Regions from separate parts of the Delphinus delphis genome. Here region 1 is linked to region 2. Evidence: chromatin contacts called from public Hi-C data. All regions are on one chromosome and are shown on one strand. Each heading gives the region's core, a stretch centred on a gene start, on an enhancer-like site or on the middle of the called end of the contact. The rest is flanking DNA. Distances are from core to core; before and after follow the strand shown. Region 1 holds the start of C2H15orf61 (chromosome 2 C15orf61 homolog). Region 2 holds the start of SKOR1 (SKI family transcriptional corepressor 1).

Evidence for each region. A called contact is a pair of places that touch in the nucleus more often than the background predicts.
Region 1: a contact with region 2 is called in a Hi-C map of muscle, with 5 times the contacts expected there. The contact joins the promoter of C2H15orf61 here to the promoter of SKOR1 in region 2. A contact is called at or near these places in 2 of 3 Hi-C or Micro-C datasets (lung and muscle).

The regions. Positions count from the first base shown.
Region 1 is chr2:135,548,513-135,551,558 of mDelDel1.2, reverse strand. It overlaps C2H15orf61 (chromosome 2 C15orf61 homolog), which reads left to right and starts at 1,775. Exons shown (of 2, transcript XM_060003708.1): 1 at 1,775-2,238. The coding sequence starts at 1,893. It overlaps LOC132419825 (a long non-coding RNA gene), which reads right to left and starts at 1,663. Exons shown (of 3, transcript XR_009518252.1): 1 at 1,554-1,663; 2 at 334-445.
Region 2 is chr2:135,245,867-135,248,957 of mDelDel1.2, reverse strand. SKOR1 (SKI family transcriptional corepressor 1) reads left to right here and starts at 1,629. Exons shown (of 9, transcript XM_060003707.1): 1 at 1,629-1,735; 2 at 1,957-3,091. The coding sequence starts at 1,629.

The DNA.
Region 1 (3,046 bases), core at 526-3,025, 300 kb before region 2:
GCCACAACTACTGAGCTCGCATGCCTCAATGAGAGAGCCCGCGGGCTGCAAACTACAGAGCCCCTGCGCTCTGGAGCCCACACGCCTCAACTAGAAAGAGAAAACCCACACGGCCATAACTAGAGAGAAGCCCACGTGCCGCAACAAAAAGATCTCACGTGCCGCAACTAAGACCTGACGCAGCCAAAAAATTAAGGAAAAAAAAATCAACTTAAAAAAAAAAGATTAAAGGAAAACAAAGCCAAGCAAACAAAAAAATCCCGCAGGGTCAAGAGTCCAGTGGCATGGGGCCAGCCACGGCATCCCAACCATACTAATTCCTGTTGGTCTTACCTACGTCTTTGCCGGCCAGTCTCTCTTGATTCCTTCCCATTGCTAAGCTTGGTTCTGCAGACGTCCTATTTATTATTTTAGCTATCCAATTTCCTTCCAATAAATTCCTTTTCTGCTAAAAACAAAACAAGCAAAATAAAAACCCAAGACAATAACAAACTAGACTCATTTTAAAAACTTAACTTTAATGTTAAGTTTTTGCACTTATAAATGTTTAGTAATAAAACACAAGTTTTCATAGGTTGGGGTTCTATGACAGATTTTGTTTGAAAAAGGACTCCAGTGCTTTTAAAAATTTAATTTGAAATCACAGTATTGAATCACCTCCCTGACTTGTCTTAGCCTCCCTTCAGCCATTTCTGCGCAAATCTAACTACATCGTGCTTCCCCCTAAAATCTTTCAAAATTTAATAGGGAATCCTATAAAGTTTAAATTATTTGCATGACTACAAGGCTCCTGAAATGACTTAACCCTACAAGATTTGGCACATGGTTATGGGTGCTCAATCATTGCTTGTTGTAGGAATCAATAAAAACTGGAGAATGTAAGAGCTAGCTACACTATCCTACATTCTCCTACACTATCCTACTCATATCCTACATGAGTCTTCAACAACAATAACAGCAACTGTTATATGGTGTTTACACGTGTCTCATTTACATACAGTACTTTCCAAACACATCTTATTTATGTATCGTTTCTCCAAACATGAATTTAGGACATGTAAGAGGAAATGCTTCTTTAGAAAGCAGATGTATGTAAGTTATTACCTCAAGAGGCTGCAAAATTTGAGAAAAGGTTTTCCTAAAGTACGAGATTTGATAATGAGTGACAGGATTAAGGTTTAAAACTAAAAGACTCCTGGCCTGGCGTTCACCAGACTCTTAGGAAGGAGGTGGTGGTGCACACTGCATGAAGAGACGTAGGACTTTCTAAGAAATAAACTTTTTCTGTTGAGATATCTGGGACTTATTTTAAACAACACGACAGCGGGGATCTGAATACAAAAGTGCTCCCCGACTTTACCAGCCACTACAAATCTGGGGACTTGACTTTTAACTCGCTTCCCTGAGGACACCTTCTCAAGGGTTTCCTCAACACCACCAACCAAGGATTGCACTTGAGCCTGCGGCTTGGAAGAGAGATACGGGTGTGAGTTTTGCCACTCAGTAGGGTGGTTAAGTTATTTAATTGTTTTAAAGCTTAATTTTCCTCTTACCTAAACTGATAATACTCGCGAAGCCCGCCCTCAACCCTCCTCAGGGTTATTAATGAGTTCACGAGGTCCTCGGTCTTGTTTTCACTATCTCCTCAGCGAGAGTGCCTCCGACTGCCAGCCCGCGCCCCGCTCCACTCCCCCTAGGAAGCCGCGGGACCTTTGTGCGCACGCGCCGCCGCGCCCGGGGGCGGGGGGGTCTCGCACACTCGCGCGGAGCCCATTGGGCGTACCTGCCGCACGCCCGAGGAGCGAGCGAGGGCTCGCGCTCCTTCGGCCCCGCCCCCAGCGGCGCGCGCCCCTACGGCGGCCAGGGGGCGGGGGACGCGGGCAAAGCCGGTTATGGAGGCCCTGCGGAGGGCCCATGAGGCCGTGCTCTGGCTGCTGCTGTGCCGGCCCTGGGCCTTGGGCGCCGCCTCCCGCCCGAAGCCCCGCGCCTCGGAGGTGCTGACGCGCCACCTGCTGCAGCGGCGCTTGCCGCACTGGACCTCCTTCTGCGTGCCCTACAGCGCCGTCCGCAACGACCAGTTCGGCCTCTCGCACTTCAACTGGCCTGTGCAGGGCGCCAACTACCACGTCCTGCGCACCGGCTGCTTCCCCTTCATCAAGTACCACTGCTCCAAGGCCCCCTGGCACGACCTGGCCCGGCAGGACCGGTTCTTCACGGCGCTCAAGGTTATCAACCTCGGTGAGTGGCCCGGGCCGGTGAAGCATGTCGCGCCGACGATGGCCCCACTGTTTGCAAAGCACGCTGACAAACGCTCTGGCTCCGAGGCCGAGCCCCCGGCCCTAGGTCAGACCGCGCCGGCCCTGGGAGACCTGCCCCGGCCCCGTGCAGGCTCGCCCGGGCGCACGCGCTCGCCACGCTTCGCCCAGTGTTGGCGTCCCACCCACTCTGCAGCCTTCCAGACCCGGCCCTGGCCCTGGGCTTCTGTATTCCCCCGCCCGGCAGGTGCCTGTCAGGGCTAAGTTGTTGCTCCTGAATCGTACCCCGGAAAGTGGGGCTTATCGACATGCCTGTACTTAGGGACCACCCTGCATCACCCCGGGGAGAGAGCATTCCATCCTCGCTACCCTGCAGCTCTTAACTAGAAGGACCCCTACATTGGGCAGTGAGAAGAAGGGTGTAGGCCCCTGGAAAGTGGCTCTTAAGTTTTTTAAAAATGCCTAATTGCATGGCAGGACTCGTTCCCATGAACACCACTTTGTGGGTGCGTTCATATTATAAAAACTGGAACTACTTTTTTGAAGTTTCTTTGTTCTCTTTATATGAAACCCCAGCAAGTTTGTTTTACTAAAAGCACTAAAGATTTTCACCAGTGATGCTAGGCCTAAAAGATATTTAAAAGACTACCTCTTTAATATTGGTATGTTTTCATGGAATATTCTAACTCTGAGAGTGTTAACTCTTGCTGGATGTTTATTATCTTTTGGTTAATGACCGAAGAGGCGTGAACGTTGACATGAGTGCATCTTTTATATTTTCTAGGTCAGTG
Region 2 (3,091 bases), core at 380-2,879:
GGAAAACCCCGGGGGGACTCCAGACCGTCAGTCTGGGGAGGACGCGCTCGGATCAGGGCGCTCCCTTCACTGCATGCGGGCAAGGCACACTTGCCGATTTCGGGAAACCGAGAAGACATTATCATTTCCCAGAACCGTGGCTCCCTCGCCACCTCCCTAGCCTGAGAACCCTTAAAAGGGGGGTGCGGGGCTTTTCTTGCAGACCCCTCAGCCGAGGAGTTAGGACAGTGCTTTTGCCTCCTAAAATGTTGCAAGGGACTTCAACGCAAAAGGAGGGTCTACTAGTTTCAATTCGATCCACGGAGATAAAGATGAAAGACAGATAACAGATAAATAGCTTGATACTTGAAGAAGGTATGAAGACAGATGGGAGAAAGAGGAGCTAGCGAGGAGAGACAGACAGCTCAGAACAGATAAGACCGACAGATGCGGGGTACCTAGACAAACAGAGAGGGAGGGAGGGAGACAGACTGACAGAAGATCCCAGTCTGCTTGATGAAGCTTTTGAGCTCGGATGCCCTGTCCTGCTAGAGCTGCCCCCTTTGAAAATGCATTTGCCTTTTCTGCCGAGTTTAGAGGAGGGGCCCTCGGGGTTGGGCTGCCTGGGCCGCAGGAGCCTTCGGTGTCTGAGGATACATGGCTGGGCTCAGCCACCTAGGGGGCCCCAAGCATCAATCCCCGGGTCCTTCCCGCTGCTGATGTCCGCAGACGCGGCTGCCTCCCTGCCTCGGCCAGAGAGCAAAGCTCGGGACCAGCAGTAACTTTTGACCTGGAGCCTTGTGGTGGCTTCAGAGACCGGCCAGGATCCTTCTCAGCCCATATGAGTCAGGACAGCCCGGCACGAAGGATACTCAAAAAAAGAAAAAAAAAGACGCCCCAAAAGAGGAAGCTCAGAACCTGGAGAGACTGCATTTGGCCTGAGTGGGAAAGGCATATCTGAAGGAGGAAAACTTAGGGAGTGGATGCCTAGAAGCAAAAGAGAAGTGGCTTCTGAGGAACTTCCTTGAGAACCTCTCCGTCCCACATGCTGACCCGGAGGGAAACCAGCTTTGGTCTGGAACGCAGCTAAAAATGCAGAAAATGTGGTTAGGAATTGCTTGACCCTGATCCCACCGATGGTTGGAAAGAAAACGGTTTATATTTCCAGCCGGAATCTTTCTGCTCAACGAACGCGAGGCTCCGGGCGTGAGAGGAAAAGCTCGTGTTTGTGGAAAGCAGTGCTGTTATCCCGGGGAGCCGGCTTGGCGCGGAGCTGGGTGCAGTGGGGGCAACCCTGAGGCTGGGCACTCACGGCGTGCTTTGGAAAGAGTCGGGTTCAGCACCACGAACAGCGGTCGCCTCTGTCTCTCCCCGCCTCCCTCACGGCCTCTAGGCCCTCCTCCTTCTCCTTGCCACCTCCCAACCCCCCCCCCCGCCCCGCCCCGCCCCCTGCTGTCTGTAGATGGGCAGTGACCGCCCCTCCCCCCTCCCTATTCCTCCCTGCGCTGCCCCCGCCCGCGTGCATGCGCGACTGAGCCGAGGGGCGGCCTGTCCCCGACGTCAGGGCTTCAGGACCCGGACGGGTAGGGCAGCCTGCGAGGGTGGCCGAAGACGCACGGATCTGGGCGCCAGGAAGCCTGGGTTCGGCAATGGCTTTGCTGTGTGGCCTTGGGCAAGTCACTCTCCGTCTCTGGGCCCCACTTCCTCCCCTGTCCGAAAAGAAGATCAGGTTCCTAGCTACCGGGGCATTTCTGAGGTCTCAATTACCCATACTCCTCCTCCAAACCCCGGGGGCTTTTGTTCCAGCGCCAGCACGCGTCTGAATAACAAAAGGCGCCCGTCCAGGGGGCGAATGAGCTTGGACTCCCCATTGCCAAGTTTCCCCGCGCGCCCGACTCGGCGCGCCCTGCTGGGCGGGCCCAAGCGGCGTTGGCGCTGAAAATGGCTCATCGGCTCTCTGCTTTCTCTGTTTCGCAGGAGTGGCGGCATGGAGGCTCTCACCACTCAGCTGGGGCCGGGGCGCGAGGGCAACTCCTCGCCCAACTCCAAGCAGGAGCTGCAGCCCTACTCGGGCTCCAGCGCTCTCAAACCCAACCAGGTGGGCGAGACGTCGCTGTACGGGGTGCCTATCGTGTCTCTGGTCATCGACAGTCAGGAGCGCCTATGCCTGGCGCAGATCTCCAACACCCTCCTCAAGAACTACAGCTACAATGAGATCCACAACCGCCGCGTGGCCCTGGGCATCACATGCGTGCAGTGCACACCGGTGCAACTGGAGATTCTGCGTCGGGCCGGGGCCATGCCCATCTCGTCGCGCCGCTGCGGCATGATCACCAAGCGCGAGGCCGAACGCCTTTGCAAGTCGTTCCTGGGCGAGCACAAGCCACCCAAGCTTCCCGAGAACTTCGCCTTCGATGTGGTGCACGAGTGCGCCTGGGGCTCGCGTGGCAGCTTCATCCCCGCGCGTTACAACAGCTCGCGTGCCAAGTGTATCAAGTGCGGTTACTGCAGCATGTACTTCTCGCCTAACAAGTTCATCTTCCACTCGCACCGCACACCCGACGCCAAGTACACGCAGCCCGACGCAGCCAACTTTAACTCGTGGCGCCGACACCTCAAACTCAGTGACAAGTCGGCCACAGACGAACTGAGCCACGCTTGGGAGGACGTCAAGGCCATGTTCAATGGTGGCACTCGCAAGCGGACTTTCTCGCTGCAAGGAGGCGGCGGCGCTAATGGCGGGTCGGGTGGGCAGGGGAAGGGTGGTGCTGGTGGTGGCGGCGGGGGCGGCCCGGGGTGCGGCGCGGAGATGGCCCCAGGCCCGCCGCCCCACAAAAGCCTGCGTTGTGGCGAAGAAGAGGCCGCCGGGCCTCCCGGGCCGCCTCCTCCTCACGCGCAGCGGGGACTTGGTCTGGCAGCGGGAGCTGGCGGCCCCCCGGGCCCTGGAGGGCCTGGTGGCGGCGCCGGCGTACGCAGCTACCCGGTGATCCCAGTGCCCAGCAAGGGCTTTGGCCTCTTGCAGAAGCTGCCCCCGCCGCTTTTCCCTCATCCCTACGGTTTTCCCACGGCCTTCGGCCTCTGCCCCAAAAAGGACGACCCCGTGCTAGGCGCG